Linked DNA regions of Mus musculus: region 2 is linked to region 1. The links are chromatin contacts, called in public HiChIP or PLAC-seq maps. All regions are on one chromosome and are shown on one strand. Each heading gives the region's core, a stretch centred on a gene start, on an enhancer-like site or on the middle of the called end of the contact. The rest is flanking DNA. Distances are from core to core; before and after follow the strand shown. Region 1 has its middle 28 kb from the start of Gm39253. Region 2 overlaps Gm45904 (a long non-coding RNA gene).

The links. HiChIP or PLAC-seq counts read pairs in DNA pulled down with a chosen protein or histone mark.
Region 2: an H3K4me3 HiChIP or PLAC-seq map of embryonic basal ganglia shows a contact between it and region 1, with 4 times the contacts expected there. The contact joins two enhancer-like sites. A contact is called at or near these places in 2 of 115 datasets of contacts at active chromatin or transcription factors (astrocytes and embryonic basal ganglia) and 1 of 9 other capture datasets (embryonic tail).

Annotation. Positions count from the first base shown.
Region 1 is chr8:112,267,918-112,271,033 of GRCm38.p6, forward strand. No RefSeq gene overlaps it. Among named protein-coding and RNA genes, the nearest start is that of Gm39253, 28 kb to the right of the region's middle. Within about 2 kb of position 1,849, at least 33 of the 459 cell types and tissues checked have an H3K27ac peak or open chromatin away from gene starts, as enhancers often do. A contact at or near this core is called in embryonic basal ganglia, where this site is marked.
Region 2 is chr8:112,905,265-112,908,294 of GRCm38.p6, forward strand. The region is part of intron 1 of Gm45904 (a long non-coding RNA gene); the gene reads right to left. Among named protein-coding and RNA genes, the nearest start is that of Gm45904, 15 kb to the right of the region's middle. Within about 2 kb of position 1,702, at least 46 of the 459 cell types and tissues checked have an H3K27ac peak or open chromatin away from gene starts, as enhancers often do. A contact at or near this core is called in embryonic basal ganglia, where this site is marked.

The DNA.
Region 1 (3,116 bases), core at 599-3,098:
AGCCTTGATGGATGGCTCTTTACCACTTCACCAGTAGTATCCTTCTTGTGGTCCATCATCTACTCTAGATAGGACTCTGGGAATGAGAGTTGGCTGTGCCAGCATCCTGCAGTCCTATAGATATGATTTAAGTGTTTAGGTATTAAGATAGAACATTTTTGGCAGTCTTAACAAAAATTTACCTTTGAATATACTGTGGAAGCTAACGCAGCCAAATTTAAGTGTTTGCTTCTTAGAAATGTATATAATATAAATTAGGGGGACAAAGAGACAATTCTTTTGCAAGAAAGTTTAGAATTCAAAGGCTTAACTACTTAGATTTACTTTATTTTGTTTCAAGATTGGTTTTAGTTTGGGAGGGGTGTTTTTTTGTGTGGATATAGGCATGTGAGTGTGAGTAACCCTGGAGGCCAGAAGAGGGCGATGGATCCCCAGGAGCTGGAGTTACCCATGATTGTGAGTCACTTCATGTGGGAATTGTACTCCTGTCCTCAAAAGCAGCAAGTGCTCTAACCACGGGACCATCTCTCCAGCACAATTTTAACTTCTCAATGATCTTAATTATGTGTGGCTCTCCTGTTGTATCCTTGATCAAAATCCTATAGGTCTTTCTTTGCTGTTCTAAATGCCAATCACCCTGTATATGAATTCACTCTATTTGAGGCAGTGGCTGGAGATCTGGGCTCCATACGCTTTCTCTCGCCATCACGTCCCCTTACATGTCTCCTAAGCACTGCTGCTGTGGTCGCTGCCTGTCATTTCCCTGGCACCATCTGTAGACTGATATTCTGCCAAGGGATTTGTATGGATTCCAAGTGAGAATTCGGCTTATTTAGTTAAGAGAAAAGAAAGAAATTGATCAATTCCTATTCTAGCCCACTCCCCCCAGCCTCCAGTTTCCTCCCCATTCACCCTCGTGTGGTGATATTCCTGCAGCTTTGAAATAGAATCAGATTTCCAGGCTGCACCATTAAGCTTTCAGCCAAAAATTGCACTTAGCCAGAAATGCTCACAATCCTAATAGTTGTGAGAAATAAGACACTTGATTAAAAGGCGGCGCACTTGTCTATATCTTTAATGTGCATTCCTAATGAGTCTTAGCAGGAGGCTGATTCACATGAAAACGCACAATTAGCCTATCCAAGTTTAACACACTATTATCTACACCCAGGCCCTCTCTTCATTACCATCTGAATGCCCTGTTTTCTTTGGAGTTTTGTGCAGGAAACAAATCCCTATATATGGCACAGGCAGTTTCAAATTCCCATTTATCTGCACTTGCCCTTTAGACAAAAGGCCCAAACAACATGCTCTTTGATGCATTAATTTTCCAATCTCTGGCTATTTTTGAAATTGTCATGTAGCCTGCTTCCCTTTTCCCAGGGATTCAAGTCAGTGCACAGGGTGGAAGTGGATACAGCCGGGGGGATTTGTTTGTTATTCCGAGTGGAGGTTATACTGTCTATCCCGGCATTCTGGGGCTTAAAGCTGCTCGAAGGGACAGTTGAAATTCAGTTCGATATTGCTTGGATTTGATGTCACTACGACTGTGCACAGCTCCCTACTGTAGAGTTTTGAACTGAGGGGTGGGGGAGGAAATAACGAGATTCCTGAAGTAAAATCCACGAGAATGAAAGTTTTATTGAATTCTCATCCTGGATACTACTCTCTGACCTTCCATTAATTGTCAGCGTTTCTCTTATGCCATGCATATCCCACAGTCCCGCCGACTGCCTCTGATATGCAAAATCCCACTTATTCTGAATTGAGTAAAAGTGAAGGGCTGGAGAGATGCTGAGCACACGCAGGCACACAGTTCAGGGCACAGGCAGCAGACAGCTCTTCCCTGCCTGCAACTCCAGCTCCGGGGGATCAGGCTTCCTCTTCTGGCCTCTGGGGGCACCTGTACACTTGTGCACACAGCCATTCACAGGCACACACAGGCACCTGCACACATGTGCACACAGCCATTCACAGGCACACACAGGCACCTGCACACTTGTGCACACAGCCATTCACAGGCACACACAGGCACCTGCACACTTGTGCACACAGCCATTCACAGGCACATAATGAGATTTTTAAAAGAAGTTGGTAAGACCCTATGTAACTGTTTAATACTTTCTCGAATTTCACCTCACCTCAGGTGTCTTTTAAGAGTTGACCTTTCAGAGAGAGTTAAAAGAATTTTTTTCTTATGATAAAAGTGGTTTTTACTCTTATACATGTGTACACATGAAGGTATGCACACCCATGCACACGCATGTGCAGGCCAGAGATCTGTGTCTAGTGACTTCCTCTATTGCTCTTTACCTTAATTTTGGAAGCAACTGATGCTGCTGAACCTAGACATTAACTGATTGGCTAGACTGGCTTGCCAGGGAGTCTTGTCATCTTGTGATTATAGGCACGTGCTACCATGCCTCATGCCATTTATTTATTTATTTATTTATTTATTTATTTATTTATTTGACCAGGGATCTGAACTTAGGACTTCATGTTTGTGCAGCAAGCCCTTTACCTACGAAACCAGATTCCTAACCCTGTAGTTTTTGCTTTTGAAAAGTGAATTGCAGCTGGGTATGGTGGCACACCACCTTTCATCCCAGCACTTGGGAGGCAGAGGCAGGTGGAGCTCTGTGAGTTTGAAGCCAGCCTGGTCTACATCATGAGTTCCAGGACAGCCAGAGCCATATAGTGAGACTCTGTCCTGGGGGCAGGAATAGCAAAAGCAAAAGCAACAAAACAAACAACACCCCCAAACAAACAAACAAATTACAAATCTTTTGCCATGCAGTGGAGGCACACGCCTTTAATCCCAGCACTCAGGAGGCCGAGGCAGGTGGAGCTCTGAGTTTAAGGCCAGCCTGGTCTACAGAGTGAGTTCCAGGACAGCTAGGACTACACAGAGAAACCCTGTCTTAACAAACAAACAAACTAAAAAAAAAAAAAAAAAAAAAAAAGGAAAAACAGAAAGAAAGAAAAGTGAATTGCATAGGGTCTTATTAAGCACTTAATAATTTTAGGACTACTTGAATGACATGCATTTTGCTGACTGATACAGTGAAACAGACAGATATGACATTTGATGCCTGAATAGATAAAACTGTTACTTG
Region 2 (3,030 bases), core at 452-2,951, 640 kb after region 1:
ATCTTATTAGTCTTGTCTTCTAAAATATTTCCTTGTATCTAAGATAATCTACCAAATTTATAGTTTCAGTTTATATCCAAAGTCTTTCCATAAAAATTAAAGACAATAATCTATTTTTCATCTGTGGTAGGATATGCCCAATGAACATTTGTATATTACAGAAACCATGTACAATATTTTATTAAAGCATGTGTGTGTGTGTGTGTGTGTGTGTGTACTATGGTTTTCTGGCACATAAATAGTAAGATCAAGTTTAACTTACAGACATATCATGTAAAAAGATTGATAGCAATAAGTTAATAATAAAACAGAATAATTATAAAATAGACTATAAAACATTTCTAGCATCAATATTCTTGCAATTTTGAACCACTACTTAATAAAATAAGGGTTGCTTGAACATAAGCACTCTGATCTCAGGACAGCTGGTCTGATAACCAAGATGACTTCAGTTAGTCAGTGGGCTGGTAGTGTTACAGTGTGTACACACTGGGCAAAGAGGTGTTTCTCATCCTAGAGTTGGACACCATAAGAAGGATATCATTATGATACTCAAAATGATAGGTCATTTAAAACCTATGCATTGTTTGTCTCTGGACTAATTGATATATATATTTTTTTCACACAGTTGATCATGGGTAACTGCAGCCACAGAAATAGAAATTGTCTCTAATAGGGGACTTTTGTAGACTAAATATGACACAATTGGAAAACTTTTTTTTGAATTAATTTTTTTAATTAGGTATTTTCTTCATTTACATTTCCAATGCAGTTTTCCTGGATCAGGAAAACTTTTTTTTTTAAACTTGCTTTTCTATTAATGTTCAAAAGAAATGAAAAAAAATAGGCAACCCACTTATGACAAATGTGTATATATTTCAAATTATTCCCTCAGAAATGTTACCCCCACCTCCTACTGAGAACTTTTCTGAATTGAAATGGGGTTTGTCTGACTACAGGGCTGGACCTTAAACTCTAGCATCTGGTTGTTTTATATCTACACTCTCACCTCATTGGAAAACTCAGTAAATACTTCTTGCGAGTGTTCTCCCAACCCTATATTTGATTATAAACTTGCTTCCTCATGCCAGTTTTTTTTTTTTTTTTTTTTTTTGCAATGAGTTTTCATGGATACGATAGGCCAGACGCTTGGCAAAAGATTTGTGAATTATAGTTACCTTTGCATTCCTGTCTGGGAGATCTGCAAGGTTTGCTAGGTACCTGGCGATAGCTATCTCATGTGCAGTAGATACTTAATAAATGTTTGAAGCCAGTGGGCAGGAGGAGCCCAAAAGGTAGAAGGGATACTGTGGTTCTGCTGTGGGTTTTGATTTCTGCTGGACCTTGATGGATAGATAGGCTTAGGACAGGAAGAAAGTGATGGAAAGGGAGAGTCACTATGAATGGGTGTGGAGGTGCAGAGGGGGTTGCCTCGTCTTCCCTTTCATTATGTGCAGATGTGCAGAAATTGGATAAATGAAAAGGGAGATGAAAATTGTACCATTCCAGTCATTTTCTCGGCAGTCATCCCTCTGAAGGTTGGTTCTGTAGCTGCTGGCAGGTGGCCAACTTGCTAAGTCCTCTTAAATTGACAGAGAAGCCAGATAAATATCCACTCTTGGCAGCAGTTCCCTGACAGATGGTCTGGCATTCATGGCGTAATCCCAGGCAACAATAGTAAAGCTAAAAACCTTCTAGCCCAGCAGCTCCCGGTTACTGAAAGCAATATGTAACTAGGATTTCAATGTGCTTGCAGTTACTGGGGTGGGATGAGGGAGACAGAACCCGTATTATAACCGAGAAATCACATCGTTATTGAGGAGGGTGACTATCAGATGGGGTGGGGGAGGGGAGCCTTTAAGACTTGAAATGGAAGAATATAAGAAAGAAGCATACGCATTCCTTTGCTCCAAATGAATGTTAGCAATACACTGAAGACTCCAAAGGAAATGGAAGATAAATGAGCTTCTAAGAAGGTCCATTCAGCAACCTTTTTTGGTCAGCAAGTTGGATTTTTTTTTTTTTAATTGACAAGAAAAAAGAAAACTCCAAACAGCTTGTGAAAGTCCTTGATAGCTATAATTATTTGTGTTGCTATTTCTGATAGTCATTAGTCCATATTTGAGAAAGAAGGACATGTAGCCAAAGGGTGGATGTGTGGGTTCTGGACAGGCAGAAAGTTATTGCATCCCCTTAGACTAGGGCCTTTATCCTGACACGGCCACTTGCTGCTGATGTTAATGTCATTTTCCTAGAGGAATTCCCCTTCTGTGGATCAAACATTTATTTGGGAGAAGTCAGCACATGGCGTTCTAAAAATCCACCTGTTTTATTGACTGCAGAGTGAATTAAGCTTGCAAGCAGAGACAAGTTTGAGAAGAGAATATGAGCGTGAGTTATGTCTATGTACATATCGACAGGATGCCATTCTGCACCCCATAATCATAGACATATTAGGGAGCCCTGCCAACAGGATTTGGTGCCTAAATTGAGATCTTGAGGAAGTGTGAAACTTCATCAGCCGTGGGACAGATTCAGGCAAAAGACTTATTGATGCCCTGAAGCCCTTTCGAGTCATGAAGCTATCTATCACCTCAATCGGCTGTATTGGCAGGAGAAGCTGTTTGAAACTTGTCCTCTCAGAATAATTACAGCCTTGTAGTTCCTGTTTGGAAGGAGGCTGTGATCAATGGTGAAACCCCACAACTTCATTTCAGGTTTAGCCGGGAAGTTAATGGTAGCCATTTTGCCCATTGGTTTTAATTATTTATTTCTTAAAAAAAATTAATGAGCTTGCTTGGAATTGGTACTTTTATTTTGTTCTCTGTTTGTTACTGGGCAGTTACAGGTGAGATACATTTTTATAGATTCCTAACATCTATACATAAGGCAAAAAAAAAAAAAGTCAATTGTAGCATCTACAATTCTGAATTCAGTAGCCTAAGGTTACTTAGGAAAAGCTCTCACCTGAAAGAGATAGGGTTCCTCAGTGTGCAACCTCTCACCCTGTTTGCCCCTGACTTATCAAGG